2 separate regions of the Rattus norvegicus genome follow, and region 2 is linked to region 1. The links are chromatin contacts, called in public Hi-C maps. All regions are on one chromosome and are shown on one strand. Each heading gives the region's core, a stretch centred on a gene start, on an enhancer-like site or on the middle of the called end of the contact. The rest is flanking DNA. Distances are from core to core; before and after follow the strand shown.

What was found. Hi-C and Micro-C count contacts between places; a contact is called where the count stands out from the background.
Region 2: a Hi-C map of psoas muscle shows a contact between it and region 1, with 1.6 times the contacts expected there. The contact joins the enhancer-like site here to the promoter of Retreg1 in region 1. A contact is called at or near these places in 2 of 12 Hi-C or Micro-C datasets (mammary epithelial cells and psoas muscle).

The regions. Positions count from the first base shown.
Region 1 is chr2:78,064,063-78,068,342 of GRCr8, forward strand. It overlaps Retreg1 (reticulophagy regulator 1), which reads left to right and starts at 2,062. Exons shown (of 9, transcript NM_001034912.1): 1 at 2,062-2,417. The coding sequence starts at 2,149.
Region 2 is chr2:78,186,346-78,190,625 of GRCr8, forward strand. The region is part of intron 3 of Retreg1 (reticulophagy regulator 1); the gene reads left to right. It also overlaps the pseudogene LOC134485863. Among named protein-coding and RNA genes, the nearest start is that of Zfp622, 23 kb to the right of the region's middle. Within about 2 kb of position 2,451, at least 20 of the 93 cell types and tissues checked have an H3K27ac peak or open chromatin away from gene starts, as enhancers often do.

The DNA of each region.
Region 1 (4,280 bases), core at 812-3,311:
TTAGGCAAAGAGTAACTACTCAGTAATAGTAATTTATGTGTCTCTACTAGTATCTTCTTGCATTCTACAAGTGTTCAGTAATTATTAGAGGTCAGAAGTAAAGAAGAGCATGGGGCTAGAGGAAGTAATCCTTTGTCTGAGCAGCCTTTTCTCTACAGTTATTTGGAAAGGGGGAGGGAGATAATGAAGACAGCAGTCACACATAGCAACCATGGTTTAGCCTTTTGGGGACTCCCTTGCTAGCAGCTTTTACTGCATCCAGAGATCCTCAGATCCTGATGACAATAATTAGAATTCAGGGGGAGGAGGAACATGAAGAATCTTATAAACTTGTTTCTGAAAGTTATCTCTGGTTTTGGACCACAGGGATACCAGTTCTAGAAGACCACTGCCCTGCATCCTCAGATCAGGTCTCTGTCAAGTACTAAACAAAGCCCGAATTGCATCAAAAAGCATCTTTATCTACCCAAAGCTCCTCCACCAAGGCCAAGAAGGTCCCACATTGGACAGAATTGCTTGGGTGGGGAGGATGACTGGATTGTTCCCATATTGCTTTTTCATTGCTTCTATGACCTCCTCACACCTGGATGCCCCCAAAACTCAAGATATCACTGCTGAGTAACAATGTTCAGAAGAAAACAATGACTGATCTACACCTGCAAATCATGTAACCTTTTCTCAAGCTGAACTCCGATCAGAAAGACTGTTCTCCGAGCTTTAACAAGTCAGGAAAGATGCTATCTACATACCAAACCCTTCTGAAACATGATTTTTGGATTCAGTTTAAAGGAGAAATCTCTTGGCCCTGAGGATTTCCGTTGCCACATTTATTATCAATTTTAAGCGGCACCTTTTGGATTGTGAATCTCTTGCAGGTAGAATCCACATCTACAGGACCCAGTGGTGTACCAGGCACGTAGTAGGTGGTTAACAAACTTTTGTGTGAATCCAAGACATGTAATTCCTTCAAATACAACATACATTCAGATAACTGCTGACATCTAGCCTGCAATGTATAAATAAATGTTTGCATACATAGAAACAGAGGTATATAGTGGCCATCTAGATTAGCATTACAAACCTTAACCCCAGGCAGTGGGCTCTCGTTGCTTTGAGAATGCACCAAAACCATACCGTGAATGCAGGCTGGATACAGAGTATGAGTAGAGGATGCCAGGTACCCTGATGCATGCACTCTCTGGATTGAAGAAGGGTCTTTCATTCTAGTCTTTCCAACATTCAACCAGGAGAACCACATGGGGAGCTCTAGGATTCTCCACCTCTGAGGCCGCCTTGTGACACGCACAACAGATCTACCGAAGCAACCACCTCCAAAGCTTGGCACACTAGCACAGTAGGGCCACAGGCCACCCTCTGGCCTCTCTGCTTCCTGATCAGCTCGCTGACAATCTGCAAAGAACAACTCTCACTTCAGAGCCTTCAGCTCCCTTAACTAGAAGCGACTTCACCAGCCTGTGCCCTATGGCCTGGTGGGTCCTTACTCTTAAAATCAGAGGGCCAAACCAGACGTCCTTCCTTGACTCCAAATGTGCTTTTCTTCGTTTCCCAAGTCAGCGTTTGCATCTGACACAGTTACGAAGGCTGTTCCTGCAAGGGACCTGGACAAGGGCGTGCTGAGTCCTGAGTGAGGAAATACATGGCCAGGAGCACTCAGTTATTTTCTTCAATACTGAGGGATGGACGAGTGTCTGCTGTGACTGGAGAAAGTGGGAATGCGCCCCCTTCCTCCTTTTATAATTCAAAGCCCAGACTCCCCTTGGGGCTAGTCCTCTACCTGGGCCCCTCATCCAGAAGGGAAAAGGGACTATTTTCGTTGGTCCCCAGCTCCCCAGGGACGCTGCACAGCTCGCACCCACGGAGCCCAGCCCAGGATGTTCAGCCAGACCTAGGGCGGCCCCGCCCCTACACGAACTTGACCGCACCCTCTTTCCCGGCGCGGCCAGGCCTGACGTCACAAGGCACTCAGCCGCCGGCACCCCGCGGTGCGCACCCTGCACCCGGACCGGTCCCCGTTGTCCTCGCTGCTCTCCCGGCGCTCACCGCCAGGCGCGCGCGCGCGCGTGCCCGCCCGCCTCCCTCCCTGTCCCCGTCCCCATCCCCGTCCCCGCCAGCAAAACACCGCTGAAGATGGCGAGCCCGGCGCCGGAGGAGCACGCCACGCAGGGATGCCCAGCTACGGAGGAGCAGGAACCGCGACCCGGGGTTCCCGGGGAGGAGGCAGGGCCGGAGGGCGCCGGGCCGCAGGTGGAGGAGGCCGCGGGCAGAGTGGCCGCCGCCCTGACCTGGCTACTCGGGGAGCCCGTGCTGTGGCTGGGCTGGCGCGCCGACGAGCTCCTGAGCTGGAAGAGGCCGCTGCGCAGCCTGCTCGCCTTCCTGGGTGCCAACCTGCTGTTCTGGTGAGCGCTCGGGCTGGGTGGGGGCGCCCCAGAGGGCAGGTGACCTTGGGGCGCCCATGGCCGGATGTGGCCTGGCTGGGGGAGGGGGAGCTGGGCGTCGCTGCGGTGGAAGTGACAGTCTGGTCCCACTTGCTTGGTCACCTGTCTGAAACAGGTAGTCACCCACTTCAACTTTCCTCCAGACGCACTTCCCTGTGAGTGGCTGTCACCCTTGCTGAGGGTGTCCAGTCTCCAAGGGGAGGTGATGGTCAGCTGACCCACGTGTGCTCCTGTATCTAGGGATGTTCCAGAGCTCTTGAAAACTTCGGCCCTGGTATTGTTAACTCTCAGGTCTTGACCTGTACTTTCAAGTATGGGGGTACAGAGGCCCGTGGTCTTGAATTAATTTTTGCACCCAGAGACATATCTGGACCACCTTAGGTATCCTCTGAGCACTGCTACCTTCGTCAGCCACCAGAGATGGACAGCGAATGATTTGTTTTTCTTTTCCCTGGAGGGTAGGGTTTACTGTCTTTGATCCCAGATGAGAAAGAAGGAGGTAAACAAACAGGTGGATTAGGTACATCGCCCCGCCCCAAGATTGCATAGCTGTGGGGGTGGAGGATAGGTGGGGATGGGTAGTAATTTCAGGCAAACCCCAGAGGGAATATTCGGGGGATTTTCTTTAAGTAGCCCCTCAATCAACAGGTTTACCTCACCAGAAAGTGTTCTGCCTAGGTAAGCATCAGGCAGTGTCCGGCTCCACCGCGGAATGATGAGCGTTTTCGTCTGGTACTAGTTCATCAAGGGCGAAGAAAAACCTTTGTTTGCTAAGTGTCTTCATAACATGCATAGCCCTCGAAGTACGGAATAAGCAGTTTCGCTAACAAGTACCTATTCACAGGACGTAGATTTCGTAACCCCAAAGTTGGGAAATAAATAAATGCATACAAAGAGACCGTAGCCTGTTATTTTTTTTTTCTAGATTAATAACTTGAGCAACGTGAAGGATTTTCTTCAGATCCCTGCTGGTCTTGGTTTACTCTGAAAACGAGCTGTGTCTTGTTGCTGTCTGTGGATGTTAATTAACTTTGGGTCTCCCAGTGTTGCTGTTTCTGAAGTTTATCCCAGGTCTCTATCCTGTTGTAAAGTTACCTTGGCCCTTAAATAAAGAGGTTATATTATGTTGTGCTAGACTGGGCAGGATACTGAGTCTTAGGGCTGTGTCTCAATTATTTACTAATAAGCAACATGTTTTAGATTTTAAAGTTTTATTTACTTAAAAAACACCACAGTTCTAAAGCTTGAAGGTACAAAAATGTAAACACTTTGAAAATCTTCTCTCTTTGAAAATCTCTTTCCCACGCCCATCCCAGCTCTCCAGCTTCCTCCCAGAGGCCACAGGGGCTGCTAGCTTGCTCTCTGAGGCCTTTTTTTTTTTTTTTTTTTTTTATAGTGCCTGTTTCAGCAGAAGTTCTCTGTGTTGTGCAAACTGTGGGCTGGCATAGTAAGGATTCTTCGTTTAAGGGCTGGTGCCTTGTTGAATACACCTTGTTTTGTCAATGCATAGAATTCTTTTCCAAGAGTATGGAACCCACCTCCTAAGATGTAGTTTCCAGCATGTGCATTTTGAATGTGACAGCTGAGTCTTGTACTGTGTATCATTTTGTATATCTGAAACCTTTTAAAGGGTGAGTCCGGTAAGAGAAACAGTTGGGTCAGGGGGCATGTGCCCTTGCATTTTGATGGATGTCTCTGTATTGTGGGTCTGACCACCATACTGTTGTTGGGGTTCTGCCAGATCATTTGCTCACCAGTGAGTGTGACAGCGCGCTCCTCTATACTCTTGCCAAGAAGCTTTTGAAAAGTGTTTTACTCTTGTAA
Region 2 (4,280 bases), core at 1,201-3,700, 120 kb after region 1:
CAACATCCTTTTGCCCTCCAGTATCTCGAAAGTGATTTCCAGAAAGTGCTTTTGGCTAGCAGACCATCTCCAATATAGTGCTTGACATTTTACACATGCACACATAAATTGCAGGTGGCGATCATTAAATTCCCCTGCGCACCACTGGCAGAAACTTGAGCCAGCCGAGAGCTCTGGTGGCAAAGATAAGTATCTGTCACCCACAGGTAAGAATGAAGGAGGACTTATGATGAGCAGGACTGTCTGTCACTGGTATGGCTCAGCCTAGACTGTCCCTATGCTCTTTCATTATATTGTATTCCCTTCCATTTAGGAATACACGTTCTAAAAGGGAGGCTTCTGCAGCAAATTAATCGTGCTTCCTACGAAAGTGAAGCAGTAGAGTGCCTCTTTAAACAGCTGTTTGCAGGCAGCCCTTCACAGATATACATGCCGACTTCTGTATTACAAACACACCGAAGGACTAACCCTTTCCATCCGCGGGCAGATTCCTATTGCCATGTGTGAGTATAAGGAGGTGGAAGAAATATGCTCCTATAGAAACACCGTCTACCTCAGGCAGGAAAATTTTATGTTTACGGTTTTGTTTCACTCTGGGACATCTCATTACAGATTGGCTTCTTTCCAGACTGTGGCAACACTTAAGGAGTGTCACCTTTCGTCATGCACTTTCTTGATTGTGCCTTCCACACCCCTAAATTCATACTGCACCCATTCTCCCTTCAAGCCGCCCCTGGGTACTGCATTAGGCTTATTTACTGTTAACACCTGCACCATTTACACCGGTTCTTCTTTTTTTTTTTTTCCAAAATCTGTTTCAGTGTAGCAAAGCAGAGGTCCCCCGTTGAGAATGAAGTTGTTTTTGTGCCTGATAGAGTGCGGTCATTTTGGTTGCATTCTTTTAAAAGCTGCTGGTTATTTCCTTCCATTGCTGGCTTACCTGTAGAGAGAAACAAATAATGTACTCTTTAAAGAAGGGCTCAAGGCATGAATGTGACCTACAGCCAAATGGTCCACCACTTTAATAGTTAATACCTGTGCTATGCAGGAGAATCACCGAGTTTTGTCATAAGCCAAGTTTTCCTTCTTTATCACATACATCACAGTTAATTTTCATTGGACTTTGTATCAGACACAATGTGGACTGACTCGGTAATTCTGTCAGTTCAGGCTTAGATTAGACCCAGTCTATTCTCTAACGAGCAAAATCAGGAATTATGTTGCTAACTAATTTTTTTTTCAATTCTAAGAAACATGTTCTTTAAAAAAAAATTGCCACCAGTATCATACAAGTAAACCCAAGGTCAAAAAAGCAGGGAACAGACATTTACTTTTGAGCCCAACTGCAGTAGATCCGGGACTGTAATTTGCTGGCAACTACAGATCAAATAGAATGCGAAGCTAGCAAAGTTGCTCCACAATGACAGTTTGCTTTCCGTGAAGCCCGTTTCTTCACTCTGATTTTTATCTGCCCTCTGAGGATATAGTGGAAGTCTTTTCCTGCTTAGGGACAGTGAAGTGATTGAATCAAATCTTGGCGCTGGTATTCAAGAAGGAAGGGCATCTTAGTCGTCAACCTGTCCTCAATTGAGTGCTTGTCTTCTACTTGGGAAGGTCATTTCCTTGCTTGGGCCCTTGCCTTATAGAATTTAGTTATTAAACACTAACAAAGGCAGGAATGTTGAAAGCGGCTGGCATCTTATCCTCGGACACTTCCAAAGAATCTCACAGCTAGCAGAAGAAAGCTTCCTTCTAGGAGATGGATTAGATAGTCAGTACCTCCCTGCCCCAAAGTGGCACTGTGTAGTTTGAGATACAAGGAGAAGGATAGTCTCAAAGAGTGGCCAATTACTGCTCCTTTTCAAATTAGGGAGGGAGGAAGACAGAGAGGTATGTGTACATGCATGAGTGAGGCTGTGTAAGTGTACATGTTTGTGTGTGTGTGTGTGCGTGTATGAGGGGTCTGAACAGAACACTAAGTTGCCCTAAAAAGGTGGGGCTCAGCTACAATGGGTAGGAAAAACAGGCCCTGAGCTGACGCCTCTTCCTCTCTGCCCCTGGGAGAAGCTGCCCCTTGGCTAATTGGTCTGAGAAAGTGAGAGCTTCCTCTGAGTGCTCTAGAATTGTTTAATCTTCTGCTTGCTTGTTTAATCCTCCAGTTGACACATCCCATTTGCTCCGTCACGGCTCTAATTCTGCGTCGTGGAGAGAGACATTTCCCTGTTCTTATTTTGTTCCTCTCCCTACACATATTCACTCACAGAGGGCACAGCAAGTCTCCAGAGGATTTAAAAAAAAATTCCGACACGTTACACTAAGAAATGTTCAAGTCTGTAACCAGATATTGACTGACCTTTCTAAGAAAAATTCAACAGGAATTAGCATCAACAGATGGTCACCAGCCGTGAGCATGAGACCCTGAGTCACTCGCCGAGAATGAAAGGTCTCTAGGCCAAAACATATTTATAGGTGCGAGGGCTGGACCAGCTGTTTGTCACAGTTGCTAGGTGACAAGTTATTACAAATCCCTTTTTAAAAGCTTGTCACATAGGACGATGACATGGCTAACTTTCTGAAAAATACTGTTTCCCTTCAATTTATATGTATTTCCTATATCCAATAAAATCACACTGTGAAATAGTCTCTTATAGTGCTCTGCCGGGAATCTTCTAAATATGTTTTAAAATGATTATTGGATCACAGTTTCACACCGGACTATGAAAAATCTACAAAGTTCCCAGAAAAGTGTGTGTGTGTGTGAAGCACTGTATCAAGTGAGATATATGTCTATCCCTTTCTGCTTGTCTCAGAGAGGTCAGAACAGTGTCCACAAATTTCTAAAGTGATTTAAAATCTAATGGGGAGTGAGCGTTACAAGGATCATGAAAACAATCTAAAAGGCATGGCTGTCAGTAACAGGTCTCCTGATCTGGGATAGAATGGAGACTAGCACACCAGTCCTGACTCGCAGGGTGTCGAGATGACTGGCTGAGAGAAAGGGATCACGTGGTGATTATCTGAGACTGTGCTCACCGACGGAGCTAACCGCAGACATGGCCTTCATTATACAGAGGATATAATTTAGTCTGAGCGGCTGGCCTCAGACTGTAGGATTGCTTGTGGGGACTGCTAATGTGCTTGAAAGAGAGAAGAGGAACCTTGATTCCTTAGGCCCAATTTTGACAGGAGTCAGGGCGGCTCTTTACATGTCTCTGTCTTGACTAATGGTAGTTAGGGATGGCTGTCCTTCGCCATTCATCTCCGAAGTGATCTGTATGCTCCAGTGTGAACGGTGTACTTCCTGTGCCCCTGTGCTGGTCACTCCTGTTCCATGCTCTGACCTTGAGCCACATAGACATAGATGAAGACTCTAGACCTCAACCTCTTTGGCAGTAACCTGGGATATAATAAATCAGACATGACGACTAACTAAGGCTATTGAGTTTGTAAGGAGGAAGAATGCCTGTCCCCTGGAAGGTGTTGTCTGTGGTAGATTCATGCTGCATTACACCCTGGATTGGAAATGGGTTACTGGGTTTATTTGAATTGTTATTCAACCTTTCTGGCTCTTTTCAACCAAAAAATAAAGTTACCTAAATACAACATCTTGCTAATCTGTGTAATCTTATTCTGTAATTAATTTTAATAGTTGTCTACCTCATCATTTAAAATGTACACTTTTCCATTATTTTAGCTTAAAAAGTGTTAGTATTTTATTTTGTTACAAATGGCAGAAATAAAACAAACAAACCAAAAAAAAAAAAAAAACCCAGCTTTATGCAAAAGGAAATTGACTTTAGTCTGTGGATGACTTTGCTTTCTACACTGCTTCTTGTTTGGTCTTAGCAGTACCAAGAATTCAAACTGGAACTTCAAGATTCATTTATATTCTAGCCCCTCCCCCAACACACACACACACACACACACACACACACACACACACACACACACACACACACACTTTGCTTTTCCTCTCTCTTTTCCCCATCCTTTCTCTTTGGTAATTATCTCCTTTAACCTAAAGTTAAAAATATGTGAAAGAATTTGAGTTTTGATATATTAAAAATATGTTTTGTTTTGAAAAATTGTCTTCAGTTTTAAATACACTTTTCACTTTGGGAAAGTTTATCTTGTAAGGTCTACAACAATGAAAACATTTGTATTTAACAAGTTTGTCTCTCTTAACTAACCCTCTACTTAGTTTTCAAATTAATTTTTCTCTAGTAGCTTAAGATTAAAAGCTACTTCTAAGAGGTAACTTTCACGGATGAAGTCTTTTT